Regions from separate parts of the Mus musculus genome. Here region 1 is linked to region 2. The links are chromatin contacts, called in public HiChIP or PLAC-seq maps. All regions are on one chromosome and are shown on one strand. The core of a region is the stretch at or near the end of the contact, and the rest is flanking DNA. Distances in the headings are between cores, read along the strand shown.

Evidence for each region. HiChIP or PLAC-seq counts read pairs in DNA pulled down with a chosen protein or histone mark.
Region 1: a contact with region 2 is called in a CTCF HiChIP or PLAC-seq map of CD8 T cells, with 5 read pairs. The contact joins two enhancer-like sites. A contact is called at or near these places in 19 of 39 promoter capture datasets (the 3T3-L1 cell line, the C10 cell line, the HPC-7 cell line and 11 more), 3 of 15 datasets of contacts at CTCF or cohesin (CD8 T cells, embryonic stem cells and pro-B cells), 7 of 484 Hi-C or Micro-C datasets (Sertoli cells, bone marrow-derived macrophages, double positive thymocytes and 4 more), 6 of 115 datasets of contacts at active chromatin or transcription factors (the 230-238 cell line, T-cell acute lymphoblastic leukemia, double positive thymocytes and 2 more) and 2 of 9 other capture datasets (adipose tissue and liver).

What each region holds. Positions count from the first base shown.
Region 1 is chr2:166,751,424-166,756,298 of GRCm38.p6, forward strand. No RefSeq gene overlaps it. Among named protein-coding and RNA genes, the nearest start is that of Gm31117, 12 kb to the right of the region's middle. Within about 2 kb of position 3,023, at least 30 of the 459 cell types and tissues checked have an H3K27ac peak or open chromatin away from gene starts, as enhancers often do. A contact at or near this core is called in CD8 T cells, where this site is marked.
Region 2 is chr2:166,604,777-166,609,166 of GRCm38.p6, forward strand. The region is part of intron 10 of Prex1 (phosphatidylinositol-3,4,5-trisphosphate-dependent Rac exchange factor 1); the gene reads right to left. Among named protein-coding and RNA genes, the nearest start is that of Gm29679, 42 kb to the left of the region's middle. Within about 2 kb of position 2,310, at least 34 of the 459 cell types and tissues checked have an H3K27ac peak or open chromatin away from gene starts, as enhancers often do. A contact at or near this core is called in CD8 T cells, where this site is marked.

The sequences.
Region 1 (4,875 bases), core at 1,773-4,272, 150 kb after region 2:
AGGGGGTGGGGGGTAGGGAGATATGGAGTTCTGCAACAAAAAGGCTGAACCAGGATCACAAAAACTCACAGGCTGGCTGGCTGGTCTAATCTAGCAGGCTGTGTTTCAGAGAAAAAAGCTGTCTCAAAAAGTAAAGTAGAAGCCGGGCAGTGATGGTGCATGCCTTTAATCCCAGCACTTGGGAGGCAGAGGCAGTCAGATTTCTGAGTTCGAGGCCAGCCTGGTTTACCGAGTGAGTTCCAGGACAGCCAGGGCTACACAGAGAAACCCTGTCTCGGAAAAAAAAAAAAAAAGTAAAGTAGAGAGCAGTAGAAGATACACTCGACCTTGACCTTTGACCTCTATATGTATGTGCATACACATACCCTGCCCCCCCCACATACACTAAATTAAAAACCAGTTTTTAAAATCATATTATTTATGCTAATGGATCAGGACAAAGCCAGAATGAGAAGTGCCAGGTGAAATGTTGCCAGGCAATTTTCTGGCGGTGATTTCTGAGTTAATGGCACATGTGCCCCAAGTTCAAGGCTGCACCACTCATGATGGTCATACACACAGGGGCTGGGTGGCTCCAGGTCCATAGAGCTAAAACCCCTCACTATCAGCCCGTGCAGGTGCACCCTGGGCAAGTGCATGCAGCCCTGGTAGGTGCCAAAGCTACATAAACAGAGGCTCTGCCCATGTGCTGTGCAAGCAATGGATGGATGGATGGATGGATGATGGATGGATAAATGATGGATGGATGGATGGATGGATGGATGGATGGATGATGGATGGATGGATGGATGGATGGATAATGGATGGATGGATGGATGATGGATGGATAATGGATGGATGATGGATGGATAATGGATTGATGGATGGATAATGGATTGATGGATGGATGATGGATGATGGATGGATAATGGATGGATAATGGATTGATGGATGGATGATGGATGGATAATGGATGGATGATGGATGGATAATGGATGGATGGATGGATGGGTGATGGATGGATAATGGATTGATGGATGGATGATGGATGGATGGATGGATGGATGGATGGGTGGGTGGATGGATGGATGGATGGATGGATGATAGATAATGGATTGATGGATGGATGATGATGGATAATGGATTGATGGATGGATGAAAGGGGGAGCTCTCCTGAGGTTGGGGAGAAGGAAAAACAGAATTTGAGAATTGCTTGCTCTCTCCATAAGAGGTGTGTGACACGTGAGACCTGAGGTGGTGGCTTTTAGCAGCTCCCCACTTAGGGTTTAAAATAACTTCTGGTTAAAAAGAAAAAAATAAGGAAACGGGGAAGTTTAAAAAAAATGGAAAGGAAAAAGAGCTCCCACTGACACCCACACATCCCACCCAGAATACTCGGCTCTGCTCCCTCCTACAGCGACTCTGCCCAGATAATAATGAAAGAGCCCCTTGCAAGAGTAAGGAAGGAGTGGTTCCCAGAGCCAAGGGACTTCAAACTGTCCCCTTAAATAGAGGCTCAGAGAGGGAAAGAGGTTTGTCCAATGCAACCCAGCCACCTAGGGGTAAAAGAAGAACAAGGATGGTAAAGGCAAGACAGTCTCAGGCTTGAGCCTGCTCCCGCTTCAAACTTGAGCACATGCAATATATGGTCAGTAGAGCCAAGCTGGGCCCCGTGGGAACGAGATCTAGGGCTCCATCTCTATCCACGTGGGCAGAGCCTGACATTTTCACAGAAAGCTATGGCACCGTGTGCACACTCTGGTGTGCAGGGTTGATATGGTTTCACTTTGCTGCACTGAGTGTCTAGAGGTATGTGTGACAGTGTAACCACACTCGCAGGAGTGAAGACACCCTCAAGAGACACTTTATACTACAAGTGTTTATTGGCCTTGGCTATTGGGCTAGGGAGACACTGAACTCCAAGAAATTGGAACTTCCCCAGGAATCTTATGCAGGTGCCAGCCGGTGGGGAAGCTTGTCTGAAAGGAGATTTCACACAGATCACCTGGCAGGACAGACTGGACCCACAGTGGTGGGTCAGTGATGGGCAGAGCCAGATCCTGACCGTAGCTCTGCAGACTCTTCTTACCCATTACTTAAACCTAAACCTCACATTGGGACCCCAAAGTTGGGTTTGTGGGGGGAGGGTCACTAGATCTCTTTAGTTGTTTCTTTCCCAATGTGCCACACTGAGTAAACCTTCTTTCTCTGCCTTTCACTGCAACTTGCCTCTTTAACTGACTGCTTAAGGGCAGGTAGCGGCTCAGACTCTGATCCTAAGAACTCAGTGTGTTCCGCTGCTCTCAGGAAAAATACGGCAAGCAAAATGATCGTGGCAACCTCACTGGGAGCCATGTGCCAGGGGACACCAAGGAGTGCTAGGGAATGTGGCCAACTGGATGGACTACCCATCCCCATCCCAGGGCCCTGTTACAGTTGAGGGTTCATCCTGCTGAAGTTTCCCATACACTGAGGCTGTCACCTGGTGAGCTCCTATCACACACACCCTTCAAGGCAGGTGTCAATCCATTCAATCACTGGTGTGCCTACCTCAGACATGAAGGGCCTAGAATGGAAACATTTGCCTACTTCTTTTTTTTTTTTTTTTTAAAGATTTATTTATTTATTATATGTAAGTACACTATAGCTGTCTTCAGACGCACCAGAAGAGGGCATCAGATCTCTGTTACAGGTGGTTGTGAGCCACCATGTGGTTGCTGGGATTTGAACTTCGGACCTTTGGAAGAGCAGTCGGGTGCTCTTACCCCCTGAGCCATCTCACCAGCCCTTGCCTACTTCTTTAGTAGCTAAGCAGGATTTGAACCCAGGCCTTTCCCAAAAGTACTTACAGTTATCAATGAGGCCGCCTGTATCACACAACCTGTCCCCAGCTTTTATCCACTAATCTCTTCAGTGTGACCAAATACCTCCAAACCCCCGCCCAGAAGCACAGAACTTGAGGAAGTGTTTGTTCGAGTTCACAGTTGGAGATGATATCAGCTTGTCACAGCAGAGGGACAGAGGTGTGAGCTACTGCTTATTCATATGGGGCTGGCGCCAGAAAATGCTTAGAGGTCTGGAAGCTCAGCTGGCTTTTGATCCCCTAGCCCCACCCCAAGTCCCTTGGCTGCCCATCTGCCAATCAGACCTCACCTCTAAAAGGTTCTACAACTTCCCCAAACAGTTCTACTCACAGGGATAAACACAGGGGTTGCTGGGGACATTCCCATCAAACCGTAATATGCCTCCCTTTGAGTTCTTCAGGACCCGAGAAAAGGTGTGTGCACATGCATGTGTGCACATGCGTGCGTATGTATGTGCATGTGTGTGCATGTGTGTGAGTGAGTGTGTAAGTGTTTGCATGCATGCTGGAGGGCAGAGTGGTGTGTGTTCGGGGTGAAGGAGTGTGTTTACCATGGCCAGACATTTGTTAAGTGCTCTGGGAGACCTGACTGAGAGAGAAAGACGCTCTTGGTCATTCTCGATGCTGAAGAAATCAGAAGCTCTCTTAGGGCAGCCGGATGACAACGCAGGATGTGATGGTTAAAGTGTGGCCCATGGCAGGAAGTACCGTTATCTATTCATCTAAACTGGGGACCCAAAAGAGGCTCAGGCATGGCTGTGTCCACTGCTCAGCCTCTGGAGAGGTCCTGATCTTGGAAAGTGGTGGATGTGGGTAAAGGTGCCCAATGCCATGCTCACCAGGAACCCGGGGAGGGGTTAATCACAACTGGGGTCTCATCTAGACTTGGGGTGGGGTAGAGGGAGCATCAAGGAGGACCCTGAAGCTGAGTGTGAGGTAGATGACAAATGAGGACATCGAGGTCTACAAAAGGGACACCTGTGAGAGACCTTCCAGGCTGGGGCAGAGAGCTGAGCATCACAGCAAGGGACATGGGCACAGCCAAGGGACATACATGGGCACGGCCAGGAGGAGCATATTGGAGAAGGAAGAAGCCAGGGAGACAGCCAGGGCTTGAGTTCCAGGGCTGTTGGAAGGCCAGTAAGAAGACAAAAGCAGAATGCTAACCATGGCTGGTGCCCAGGGGCGTGGCACATTCATGCGGCCACAGGGGGGCAACTTCATCCTTGTACAGTAGGGTGAAGTTGCTGGGTTTGGTTGCACAGCTGTAATCTCAGTCCTTGGGAGGTGGATGTAGGAGGAATAGGAAAGCAAAGTCATCCGCAGCTACACAGCACGTTTGAGGCTAGCCTGAGCTACACAGCACGTTTGAGGCTAGCCTGAGCTACACAGCACGTTTGAGGCTAGCCTGAGCTACACAGCACGTTTGAGGCTAGCCTGAGCTATGTGAAACTCTAAGACAGAAAGAAAAGAGAAGGAAAAGTTAAAGGCTGGGAGAGAAGCCGTCCTATGACAGAGACTTGTGCTAGGGAATTGGGAGCACAATGGGTCCCAAAGAACTTAAATTGCCTCAGGAACCTATGTGGTTGGAGAAAGCTGAAGGTTTGTGTGAGCTAAAGGGGGCTTATCTCCCTCCCAGGAAGAGATCCCACACAGTTCTGACAGCTTGTCAAACCACCTTGCGGAGGAGGCAGTGGAGGATCAGCGATGGGAGGGCCCAGGCCTTGAGTAGGATACCTGTTAAGAAACCTTCTGCCCTCAGCTTAAACCAAAATTTGATGTCAAACCAGAAGAGGGACTTGAGGTGGTACGAACACACTCAAGGAGAGCTGAGACACAAACCTTTCCATCTTCAGACTGGAAAAAAATGTTTTGCACCAATTGTGAAGCAGAGTTACCATGAAACTGGGGAGTGGGAAAGGCAGAGGTTGCTTAAACACATTTACATCTTAAAATGTTAGAAAAGAAAACTGGAGAGTAAGAAAAAAGTAACATACACACCATGACAACAGTCTTTCTTTTCTAATGACCTC
Region 2 (4,390 bases), core at 1,060-3,559:
GCTTTGGCTCACTTACCTTTCTTCCCTTCTTTTAAAAAAACAAAAAACAAAAAAAACAACCCTAGGCCCCAACATACCTCTGGGCCTTGAAGTTGCTGCTCCATTCACCTAAAAATGCCCTTTCCAAACTCCCTCCGTGCCACCGCTCCCAAGGGGCAACAACCCACACGACCGCCAGGGAAGACTCCACACAGAGCCTGCCCACCTGACTATGCACTCTGCAGCAATGGGTTTACAGATGTATGTGTGTTTATCAGACCCCTCCCTGAGCACACTGACACACGGCGTGTGAGCCCTCGCTGATAGCTGCTGACCTTGTTCATTGACCTTTTCTTGACACGCTTTGAGACTCAAGTGTCCTCCACACAACAAATGAGGAACGAACGAGGAAGGTTGGGGACACAGGTGAGACAGGTTCTGGCTCGAGGCCTCTGAGGTCCCAGCCCCTGTGGACTCTTGGGCTCGGCACAGATTTCAGCCCACTGGAGCCAACGCAAGAGGGTGATCCCAGAGCAGGCAGCACCCACAAGCGTGGGCAGCAGTGCCCAGCCCCCTTTATGGAAACCAGCTGTCCCACCTCCGGTTACAACAGGGGACGCTATTTTTAGCTTTTCGTGCTGGCAGAGGAAGGACCTGGCCTTATAGAGGTAGCGGCATTACGAGGCATTCAGAAAGCCCAAGGATGTGGGAAAGAAACAGGTACATTTCTGGTACGCTGGGTGGGAACTTTCCAAGTTCTGTGTCCCTCTAACCACCCCCTACTCCACTGTTCTCCAAGTCCCAACTCTTGGGACAGGCACTGACTGCCAGCAACCCCAGAAGGCAAACAGATGTTGGTGTGACCACTCGCAGAGGCTGGAGGTCAGAGAGCCAGAGCAAGGCTGCTCACCAGCTGTCCTATCCAGGGCCACAGTGGGGAACAAGAAGTATACCAAAGTGACTGCAGGGGGCAGAAAACAGACTCAGGAGAGCAACTGAGTGGCGACTATGCCTACACTTGCTACCCTTTGGGAAACCAAGCTGGGTCTTCAGCTTGTTGGGCCAACTAATGCAAAGCTGTCCCTATCTAGGGACCAAGATGCAGCTGGATGCTGCTCAACAGGATGCAGCTGGCAAATGGTTTCCTTGGGGACATCTGGAATTCGTGGGTGGACTTTTTAATCCTGTGAAACTTTAAGCTGGAACCCAGGAGGGAAACCAGATAAAGTTAATCTCTTCTTACGCAGGAACCTCAAACTCTGAACAGGGGATACTGGCCAGGTAGAGTCTGTGCCAAGCCAGTCAAAGCTAAAGCCACTGCTCAAAGAGCCCACCACAACCCCGTGGGTCCAGCTCTTCAAGAGAGCGAGCAGGAAATCTGATATTTCCTATGGAGCTCCCAGTTGTTCAATGCTGGCCCCAGGCTTCCACGTGTACTGGGCCAGCAGAGAGTGCCCCAAGCTGGACATCAGCGTGCACAGAAGCTCTGAGTGACAGGTGGCAGTAGGGAGCTGGGATCTGACAGTAGCTCTGGGTGAGGCTATAAACAACAAGGCCCAGGCTTCCAGATAGATGTCCCCACAGCAGTGGGAGGCACTGAGGTTTGGAGGCCAAGGTGGGGTGGAATCAAATGGCAGAGTCCTCTGACAGGCTGTGCCAACTTCCCTTCTCCTTCGGCCCTGCCGAATGGACACCACTCAGCCCGTTTCAGGTCAAGGCCAAGGTTGAGCACAGAGGGCATGTGGGCACATCCTTTCATGAGCGACACCTGATCAGAGGCTCCATGTACCACTCCCCAAAGGGACATCTTCCCACTTGCTTCCTGCCTGGAGCCTGGGGTTGAGATGCCACCTGGAGTCCCATGCACAAAGTCCCTGCCAATGTCCCTGGTGATGTCTGTCAGGCCGTGTGACTCTCATACCTCAACTTCATGACTGCCGAGAGTGCAGGCGTGTGCCGCTACACCCAGTTTGATCTCTGTTGCATGCAGCTATGCACACAGCCTTCTACCTCAGAGCCCCCAGTGTGTGGATGTTTAACAACAAGACACGCCGTCACTATCAAGGGAGGCAACAAATGCCTCTGCCTCAGGAAACCATCCCGAGTGGCCCTGGGGTCTCACAATTCATCTTTGCCCCCTACTGAGCCTCCCTGAACACCTGGACTAAAGCCTGACCCCTGACCCAGTGCCACGAGATGCAGCCCTGCTGACTCCCGAGCCTCGGGCCAACAGTCGCCAACTCAGCTCCTGCCACCCCAGCATCACAGCTCACGAAAGCCACCAGACTCTGCCACGCCCAGGCGTGCTGCTCCTCTGGTCTTCTTGTGGCTGACACTCGCTTGTCACTCAGGTCTTGGTTGAAATGTGATCTCCAGTACGAGGCCACCTTTCCCACCCTGGCTGAGTCAGCTCTGCAGCTCCCCCCTTTACATCACTGCACAACTGCCTTGTGGGGTTCCCTGGCCCAGTGGGTTCCTTTATTGGCCTGTGTACTTGTCCACCGAGTGATTCCTGTAGGAACAGCCATCTCCCTGTGGGCAGGAAGTCTGTCTGTTCAGTTCCCTGCTGCTGGCTGGCAATGGGAGGGATGGAAGGGAGGGAGGGAGAGAGAGAAGGAGGGAGGAAGGAAGGATGGAAGGGAGGGAGGGAGAGAGAGAAGGAGGGAGGAAGGAAGGAATTAATTTTTGTCTCTCTAGCTAACCTGAGGCTGCTGGAAGGCAGGTACACACACACACACACACACACACACACACACACACACACACACACACACATACACACACACACAGAGTATGTTATCCCACAGTACACAGATTTTACCACTGAAATGTGAAGTCTATTCGTTTCTGAGTGGGACACAAACAGGTCACTTCTTCACACCTGTCCATGTAACATGATGTCGTGCATGGAGGCCCCAGCCCATGTTCTCAGTGCTCTGGCCAGCATGGTACTATTGCCATTGCATCCCCACTGCATCCCCACTGTGTTTCCACAGCATCCCCACTGTGTTTCCACAGCATCCCCACTGTATCCCCACTGTGTTCCCACTGCATCCCCACTGTGTTCCCACTGCAACCCCATTGTGTTGCCACTGCAACCCCATTGTGTTGCCACTGCATCCCCTCTGTGCTCCCACTGTGTCCCCACTGTGTTTCCACTGCATCCCCACTGCATCCTCCAGCCTTTCTCCTTCCTTAATTATCATTCATTGAGACCCAGAGACATTAAACCAGTGCCCAAAGTCATCCAATAAGAAGGTAAGGGGAGTAAGACGCAGTCCCAGTCTGACTCAAAACCTGGCCTTAAAAGGCTATGAAGATAAGCCAGACAGTCCATAGCCAGGGAGTCGCCATCCAGTCCCTTACAGAGGAGGAGAAAGCAATGACTGAGGAAAACTAAAGATGCTGAAGAGAGATTAAAATGAATCAAGATTGAGGTGGTGAGAGAGAACGGCAGCTACGGAGTCACCCTGTCCAGAGTTCGAATCCCACCTCACTACAGCAGTGTGACTCTGCTTTCCCCTCTCTGTGCCACTGCCTTCACCCTTAAAATGGGGACAACAGCAGTGACCTGCTTCATAGTGCTGTGTGAGATTAATAGCCACGGCCAAATGTGAACGTCATAGATCAGATTAAGGGCTGGAGGAGTCTGTATTGCAGCCACCTATTTATTCTCCTTATGGGGGGCCAGGGGCTCCCGGAGTTGCACAATGGCTGGGAAGGGGTGTTGGTTGGAAGCCCAGGCAGAGGCAGAGGAAAGCCAAGCCTGAAGGAGCGTCCTCTTAATGGGAAGTCAGTTTCTCTGGGCCTGGAGGTTACATGAGCTGTGCTGCTGGCTGGGGTTCAAATGGGCAGCAAGAGAAATCTCCTCTAATCCTTCCTGAGGAGTCAGACCTCAGAAGTCTTAATCACAGACAGGTTATCCCATCCGGCCGGCAGGGCCGGCAGGAAGGCTCTCAGATATCCCCCTGGGCAGAATCGGGGCGGGGCTGCTGCTAGAGAAACAGCTCCTTCGGTGGAATGGGGATTAACAGTGGAAACATCCAGGGGCCTTCCCAACTTCTCCAGCTAGCTCCCACAAGGCTCCTGGGCCCAGCTCTCTCCTTTCCAGAGAGAGGCTGAGCCAAGACTGTCGGCCCCCAAGGACAATGGATGAAAGAGTTCAAACATGCTGGTTCCCCCAACAGCCAGCCCTGGCTTGTTTAATGCCAGGTCTCAAGATCTACCCTGGGTTATCTCCTCACTCCAAAAGCTCCAATGGGTGGCATGGACACCCAGTAGGGCCTTCCGTTTTCACACATCTAGACCCAAGTCCCCAACATTCCGGCTTCCACCCTCCACTGGCTCTATCATGTCATCTCGTTTCTGGGAATTATGCCCTACCCAGGGACACCCACCTCCCTGGCCACTG